Linked DNA regions of Mus musculus: region 1 is linked to region 2. A link is a contact called in public HiChIP or PLAC-seq data. All regions are on one chromosome and are shown on one strand. Each heading gives the region's core, a stretch centred on a gene start, on an enhancer-like site or on the middle of the called end of the contact. The rest is flanking DNA. Distances are from core to core; before and after follow the strand shown. Region 1 holds the start of Tdrd6 (tudor domain containing 6). Region 2 overlaps Tnfrsf21 (tumor necrosis factor receptor superfamily, member 21).

Region 1 (3,679 bases), core at 303-2,802, 590 kb before region 2:
GTGTGTGTGTGTGTGTGTGTGTGTGTGTGTGTGTGTGTGTGTGTTCATGGAGTCCAGAAGAGGGCATACGATTATCTAGAGCCAGAGTTGTAAGCAGTTGTGAGCTACCCATGGTGGATAGAAGGATAGGATTTGAAACTGTATCCTCTGCAAGGGCAGTAGATCATCTTAACCTCTGAGCCGTCTCTCCAGATCCCTGCTAAGGATTTATTTTAATTCAATGTGTGTTTTTCTTCCATAAAGAGAAAAAAAAAAAAAGAATTGGGGAAAAGGAGGAAATGAAAATGAACTTTTCAAGGATAAGCTCAACGTGGAGAAGCGAAAGCTTCGGAAAATCAGATTTGTTCATTCAATAGCTACTGTGCATTTCATTTCCTCCCCCCCCCCCATGTGGGCTAGTGGGAAATCAGATAACAATTTGCAACACAATGATGGGGAAAGAAACCGTTCGAGGAGATTACAAGCGTAGGTAGCTTCTAATCTGGAACCCACTGCAATTTAGTTAGGCCAGGGGCACAATTAAGCGCTGTCTTGTTTTCTTGTATTCTGAAACCTGAAGTGAGATGAGATGTATAGGCAAACCGGAAAGTCCTCTGGGGATGTATACAACTTTGCGAATGCACAACAAATCGAATGCAATTGACTAGTAGGCGCACCTCAAATTATACCTGCATTTTCCATACCGCTTCTATCACCCTTGTCAGAGATTTCTATGGTAAATTAGGCGAAGACATTTGATACAATAGACAGGCCAAGAGTTTGCAGAAATAACCCAGTCCTCTTGGTTTGGGGGGGTGGGGGGGTGATATGTGTGCTGCGGGGTGGATCTACTTGTGTGCTCACTTTGAATCCATAGAGTATCTATCTTCAAAGTTAGGTGCCCTAGCTGCATGTAGCTAGGCAACAAGGGAAGGAGGGAAGAAAGCCATGCCAGACAAAGTGCTGAGAAGAAACCGTAGACCTCAGACTTTATATTAAGCGCCTAAAGGGATCTGTCATTCAGACACGAAACAGGGTCATAGATTACAGAGGCTCTGGCAACCTGCTCCAGGTCTCCAACGCACCAGGTGGGGGGAAAAATTCATCCGGGCCCTGCAAGGCGCAAGCGCACTGCTGGGCCTGAACTAGGCCTTGCCTAGAACCAGGAAAGTTCCAGCCTCAACGCCCAGGAAGGCACCGTTGACGCATCCATTTTTTTCCCCTTCCCAGTTTCTCTTCGAGAACTCCAATGGCTGGCACCGTGCTTGGCGCTCGGTGCTCCATCCACTGTGAGAAAATTGAAACCGAGGGGGAGTCCAGCCCCTGCGATCCTACTGGATCTCTGCCAGGCATTGCCACTGAACTCCCCCGGAGTCAAAAGCATCCTGGAAAGAAGCAGTGCACATCCTAACCCTGTCCCGCACAGGCTTGCTGGTAGTCCCCAGGCGTCCCCTGCGCCAGGAAGCCACCCCTTGGTCGCCTTGAAACCCCCCGCGCCGAGAAGGCAGGCAGCCACGCGCTATCTGAGCCTGCGAGGCACTGTGGGCGGTTGGCCGGCCGCCGGCTGCTACCAGTCGCGAGTCCCCGAGGCCCTGCGCCGGGCGCCTGGACGAAGGATCGCCTCTCCGGGCGTCCTTCCCCTTGCCTCGGTGCCCCGGACCTGGCCCGGTGGGACCGTCTCCGGACGCTCGGAGCAGCTCTCGGTTGGCCGCAGCCATGAGTTCGACTCCGGGGCTGCCCACTCCCGGGGCCTCGCTGGCCCTGCGGGTGTCCTTCGTGGACGTGCATCCCGAGGTGATCCCAGTGCAGCTGTGGGGACTGGTGGGTCAGCGGCGGGAGGAGTACGTGCGGCTGAGCCGGGAGATCCAGGAGGCAGCAGCCACGCGCGGTCCCTGGGCGCTGGGTGGGGCGTCGGCATCGCCGGGAGAGCTGTGCCTGGTGCAGGTGGGGCTCATGTGGCACCGCTGCCGCGTGGTCAGCCGCCAGGCGCAAGACAGCCGCGTCTTCCTGCTGGATGAGGGCCGCACCATCACGGCGGGCGCGGGCTCGCTGGCGCCAGGGCGTAGCGAGTTCTTCCACCTGCCCTCCGAGGTGCTGGGCTGTGTGCTAGCAGGGCTGGTGCCCGCGGGCGGTGGTGGCACTGGCGGTGGCGAACCCCAGCAATGGTCCCCCAGGGCTGTGGATTTCCTTAGCAACCTGCAGGGCAAGGAGGTGCACGGACGGGTCCTGGATGTGTTGCTCCTCCATCGCCTGGTGCTGCTGGAGGTGCCAGTTGTGTCTCAGCAGATGGAGGAGCTGGGTCTGGCCCGGCAAGTGCCGGACAGCCTCTTCTGTTCGCTGCTCAAACGCTACCTGACTGCGGCAGGGCAGGGCAGCTCCGGAGCTCCAGTTCTCCCGCGAGCCGCGCCCAAACAAGAGCATCCTGGGTTGGATTACTTTTATCCCCAACTGCAGCTGGGAGTGACGGAGCCGGTGGTAGTAACCCAAGTATGCCATCCCCACCGAATTCACTGTCAACTGCGGAGCCTCTCGCAGGAGATCCACCGTCTCTCTGAGAGCATGGCCCAGGTATACCGGGCGCCTGTGGGGACAGATGATGAGGACTCTGGCAGTGCCACCTGGGAGGAGAGGGAGGAGAGCCCTGACAAACCGGGATCTCCATGTGCTTCCTGTGGCTTGGACGGACAGTGGTACCGGGCTCTCTTGCTTGAGACCTTCAGGCCTCAGCGCTGTGCTCAGGTGCTTCACGTCGATTACGGAAGGAAAGAACTAGTAAGCTGCAGCAGCCTCCGCTATCTGCTGCCGGAGTATTTTCGAATGCCTGTGGTGACCTACCCTTGTGCGTTGTACGGACTCTGGGACTGCGGGAGAGGCTGGTCCCGGTCCCAAGTAGGTGATCTGAAAGCTCTGATCCTGGGCCAGGCAGTGAATGCGAAGATTGAATTTTACTGTTCCTTTGAGCATATGTATTATGTCACCCTGTATGGGGAAGATGGGATTAATCTCAACAGTGCATTCGGAGTACAATCCTGTTGCCTGGCTGACTGGTTTCTTCAGAGCCAGGGGATAGAGGAGGAAGAGGAGGAAGATGAGGACGAAGTGGAGGCAGCGTTTCAGTCTCAGTCCCCCGCTGAGGAAATGGAGGCGGAAGTTTCCCTCCCCTCCTTGAGATCCATCAGGCTGAAGATGAACACCTTCTATGACGCCCAGGTGGAGTTCGTGAAGAGCCCTTCGGAGTTCTGGATTCGCCTTAGAAAGCACAAGAACACCTTCAGCAAGCTGACGAAGAGAATGTGCAGTTTCTATTCTTCTGCCAGTAAGCTGGATGGGGTTATTTTGAGACCAGAACCGGATGACCTTTGCTGTGTAAAATGGAAAGAAAATGGCTATTACCGAGCCACGGTCACCCGATTAGACAGCAAGAGTGTGGATGTGTTCCTGGTGGACCGGGGCAACTCTGAGAATGTGGACTGGTGTGATGTGAGAATGTTGTTGCCTCAGTTTAGACAGCTACCGATACTGGCTCTGAAGTGCACCCTGGCTGACATCTGGCCTCTGGGGAAAACTTGGAGCCAGGAAGCCACCTCATTTTTTAAAAAGACGGTACTCCACAAAGAATTGGTGGTCCATGTTCTTGATAAGCAGGATCACCAATATGTCATAGAGATCCTGGATGAATCCAGAATGGGGGAGGAAAACA
Region 2 (3,642 bases), core at 984-3,483:
GTCGGTTAAGTGATTTACATAAGGTCACACACTGTCCTTATTTCTCGAAGTTCTTTATTTGCCAGTTTGATGTAACCTACTTTCTAGATATCTGTTGTCTCCTAATAGAAACCCTCTGAGTTGCAATATTTCTATTAAGTCCAAAGAAGCCAAATTTAATTAGCCACACAAAAAATGAAGGTTCCCTCCTCCAAGGGATGATTTTTTAGATTTAGCAAAGTGAAGAGAACATCTTTGGTTAGCAGCTCACTCTACTGGGCTCAAAGCCTTCCTCAAGCAAGCAATTCGTGGGGTTGAGTTACCTTGGGGCTCATAGGTGGAGGAAGGGACATCGTGGGATTCCATATGCTCAGGGTGAGAAAAGGTAACTGTGCCAGAGGAAGGTGGGTTTGTGCTGGAGAAGAACAGGCGCATGCCACAGACGTTGTCTGTCTCCTTGGTCCCTGGCTTGACCACCTCCAGGTTCTGACCCAGACAGTCCGTGTGAGCTTTACACTTCATCACACTGGAAGGCACGTCAGAGAAGGTACCCCGAGCGCACTGCTTACAGCGCACATCTTCATTCTCTGTCCCTTTCTTCCGCACACCCCAGCCCACGGGGCACACTGTATGGGGAGCGCAGGTACCATTAGACTGATACATTCCAGGTGGGCAGATGCACTCTCGGTCAGTCAAGGCAGCACAAGGTAATCTCTCAATCATCGGCCATGGACATGGCTGACTACAGTCATGGCATCTCTCTATGCCGTTCTCGTGCCTGGTAAAGGTCCCCGCGGGGCAGCTGCTGCAGACTCGCAGGCTCATGTTGGTACAGTGCTCGGAGACGTACGTTCCTGCTGGGCACTTGTCGCAGGTTAGCACCTGGCCAGTGGTACGGTCAACATGGCGGTAGGTGCCAGGGAGACTCAGAGTCTTTTGTTCTGGTTGAGCTGTGATGGTGCTGAGGAATCCAAGCTGAAAGAAATAAGAGAGGTGTCAGATAGAGGAGCAGAGGCGAACAGAGCAACAGCAACAGCAACAGCAATAACAGGTCATCACCACTGTTCAAGATCTGGCGGGTACCACACCAACTTGACATCAGAAAGAGGGAGGTGTGTGCCAAAGTTGTCATTTCTATAGCACCTGCATACCTGATGATAAACTTTTGTTTTGTTTTGTTTTGTTTTGTTTTGTTTTAACAAACAGCCATACTTTTGACAGTCCTGTTATGTGCATTAAACAATGGAGCTGGTGCTTTTAGATTCAAACGCAGTTTGTCCAGTCTCTGAAGGCCACAACCGATAGACACAATCCCTGCAGGCATCCATTGAGAAATCTACCCATTGAGCTTGGGTCCAGCAAGAATAACTCAGTGTTCATGTTCTAAAATAAAAACTTCACCCAGCAGGTCAGAGTTTCACCAACTTCCAGATTAAAAACTTGGAGGACCCGTTGGGTGTGGTAGCATATGCCTTTAATCCCAGCACTTGGGAGGCAGAAGCAGGCGGATCTCTGAGTTTGGAGCTAGTCTGGTCTACCAATTGAGTTCTAAGATAGCCAGGGCTACATGGAGACACCCTGTCTGGACAAACCACACACACACACACACACACACACACACACACACACACACACACACACACACCTGGGGGTATCCCAAGTTCCAAGTCCTGAGATGCTGTGAAAGAGAAGCAGGGAGCAAAAGACTAGAGTGACTGCTTCCCTGGGGCTGTCAAAATGAAGGCCCTGATAGTCTTTGCCATCCTCAGTGAGATGGAGAAATTTGTATGAAAATCATGGCTGCCCCAAGCTACCAGCTACCGAACAAATTCCTTCTAGATTTACAGATTTACAGCTACATCGGTAACTGAAAGAACAAAGCAAAAGAAAAAGAAAAAAAACTGCTTGCAAGGTGATCAAGAGTCTGTCTTCTTAGCATCTCGAAACTTGACCCCAGTCTATTCTTTTCCCAACCCCACAGTTATGTGGGGCCAGGGTACTTCCCCGCCTCTCACCGGTTCTTGAGGTTTCCTCCTTAGAGTTTACGATATACTTAGTTTTCTTCCTTCTGAGTCTGAAAGTAGGGGCAGAGGTGGTTGGCGATGGATAGTGGTTGGTTTTCTTGTTGGGAAATTTAATTTCATATTGGAAATTGAGAAAGAGAAGATCCTGCTACTTGGTGGTAAGTCTCCTCTCTCAGCGTTTGGCTTGGCCCTTCCTTTTCCTGCTCCCTCTACTTGCACAACCAGCCCAGACACCCTATCCGGAGTTCAGCAGATGCCCAGGGTGGAGGAAACCATCTGTCCAATGGAGCCCGAGTACAAGATTAGTGCCCCACCCCCACTGTAGACTCAAAAGTGTGCACCCTGGGGAGATACACAAAGCTCTAGGAAATGGAGCCTCAACCCCAGCCTTCCCCACCCAGGGCTCCTGATCCAGGGAGCCACCCTGAGTGTGCACATTGCTGACAACACCCACCAGACTAGACAAGGGTCCAGACTTTTGTTCTAAGACAGGGATGGTAGGTTCTTTCCTGATGTCTGACTTGTTGGGGTCACTTAGCTGTGTTCAAACCCCACCCAGCAACTGCACATTCCCTACACTCTATACCATGCTTGCTCCATTTGGGATTCTTGATTTCGTGGGGGTAAAATTATTTTGAAGATATTTTGTTTTGAGATAGAGTCTTATTTTATAACCCAGGCTGGCCTCGTGGAAATCCTGACTCAGACTCTCCAGTTGCTGCTGGGATTACAGGTATGAGCCACGGAGCTGGGCTAGTTTGCACAACCATGCCTGGCTCCTTTATCAGTTTTTAAGGGACTATAATGCTGACCTATAAAATTACCTCATCTATCTCCTGCAAACAGAATAAAGGAGAGTGTGAATTAACTGTGTTTAGCGAAGTGGATGGAGGAAGAAACCAGTGGGACAAGAAGCAAGCGCTGAACTGGACAAAAATCACAGGGCTGCCTCTTGCCAAGGAGCAATGGGAGGTAGGCTCCAAGCCCCCTCACTTCTGTCTCAAACAGAGCAGCTCTGCTTTGCAAAGCCTAATCAGAGGGAAGGCCTGTTGAGAGCAGAGCTTATTACTCAAACAAGACTACAGGGTCCTCTAAAGTCTCTCCCAATTCCAGAGTCAATAGCTAATCCCACTGTGCTATTTAAAGAAGAAGAAGGAAAAACTGTATCTAAACAAGAGTTTCCCCTTCCAAGTTGTGGAAGTACTTGCCGGTACTAGGGAGACTCAGACAAGAGGATCACAGGATCCAGACCAGTCTGAGCTACATAAAGAAACTTTGTCCCAAAACAAAACAATATCCCCTTGTGATGGCGCAAGTTTGTAAACCCAACACTTGAGAAGCTGAGGTAGGAGGATCAGGAGTTCAAGGCTATCTTTGGCTACACGTCAAGTTTGAGAGTCACTTGAGCTACCTGAGAACATGCCTCTACATACATACATACATACATACATAGTTCACACACATATACGCACGCACGCACGCACATCCACACATGCACATATGTGCACCTCACACATTAGCTCTTCCCTCTAACCCCATGGATCTGGGCAGAAATAGACCAAATGGAAGACAATATTTAAAGATGGCCCCTGCACAATATAAAAAGATTATAGTGAAAGCTAACCCTAGAGGAGAAGAC

What was found. HiChIP or PLAC-seq counts read pairs in DNA pulled down with a chosen protein or histone mark.
Region 1: an H3K27ac HiChIP or PLAC-seq map of embryonic stem cells shows a contact between it and region 2, with 8 read pairs. The contact joins the promoter of Tdrd6 here to the enhancer-like site in region 2. A contact is called at or near these places in 2 of 39 promoter capture datasets (cranial neural crest and liver), 3 of 115 datasets of contacts at active chromatin or transcription factors (embryonic stem cells and large pre-B cells) and 2 of 9 other capture datasets (embryonic stem cells and liver).

The regions. Positions count from the first base shown.
Region 1 is chr17:43,628,172-43,631,850 of GRCm38.p6, reverse strand. Tdrd6 (tudor domain containing 6) reads left to right here and starts at 1,552. Exons shown (of 5, transcript NM_001161366.1): 1 at 1,552-3,679. The coding sequence starts at 1,696.
Region 2 is chr17:43,034,907-43,038,548 of GRCm38.p6, reverse strand. It overlaps Tnfrsf21 (tumor necrosis factor receptor superfamily, member 21), which reads right to left. Exons shown (of 6, transcript NM_178589.3): 2 at 303-954. Among named protein-coding and RNA genes, the nearest start is that of Tnfrsf21, 20 kb to the right of the region's middle. Within about 2 kb of position 2,233, at least 36 of the 459 cell types and tissues checked have an H3K27ac peak or open chromatin away from gene starts, as enhancers often do. A contact at or near this core is called in embryonic stem cells, where this site is marked.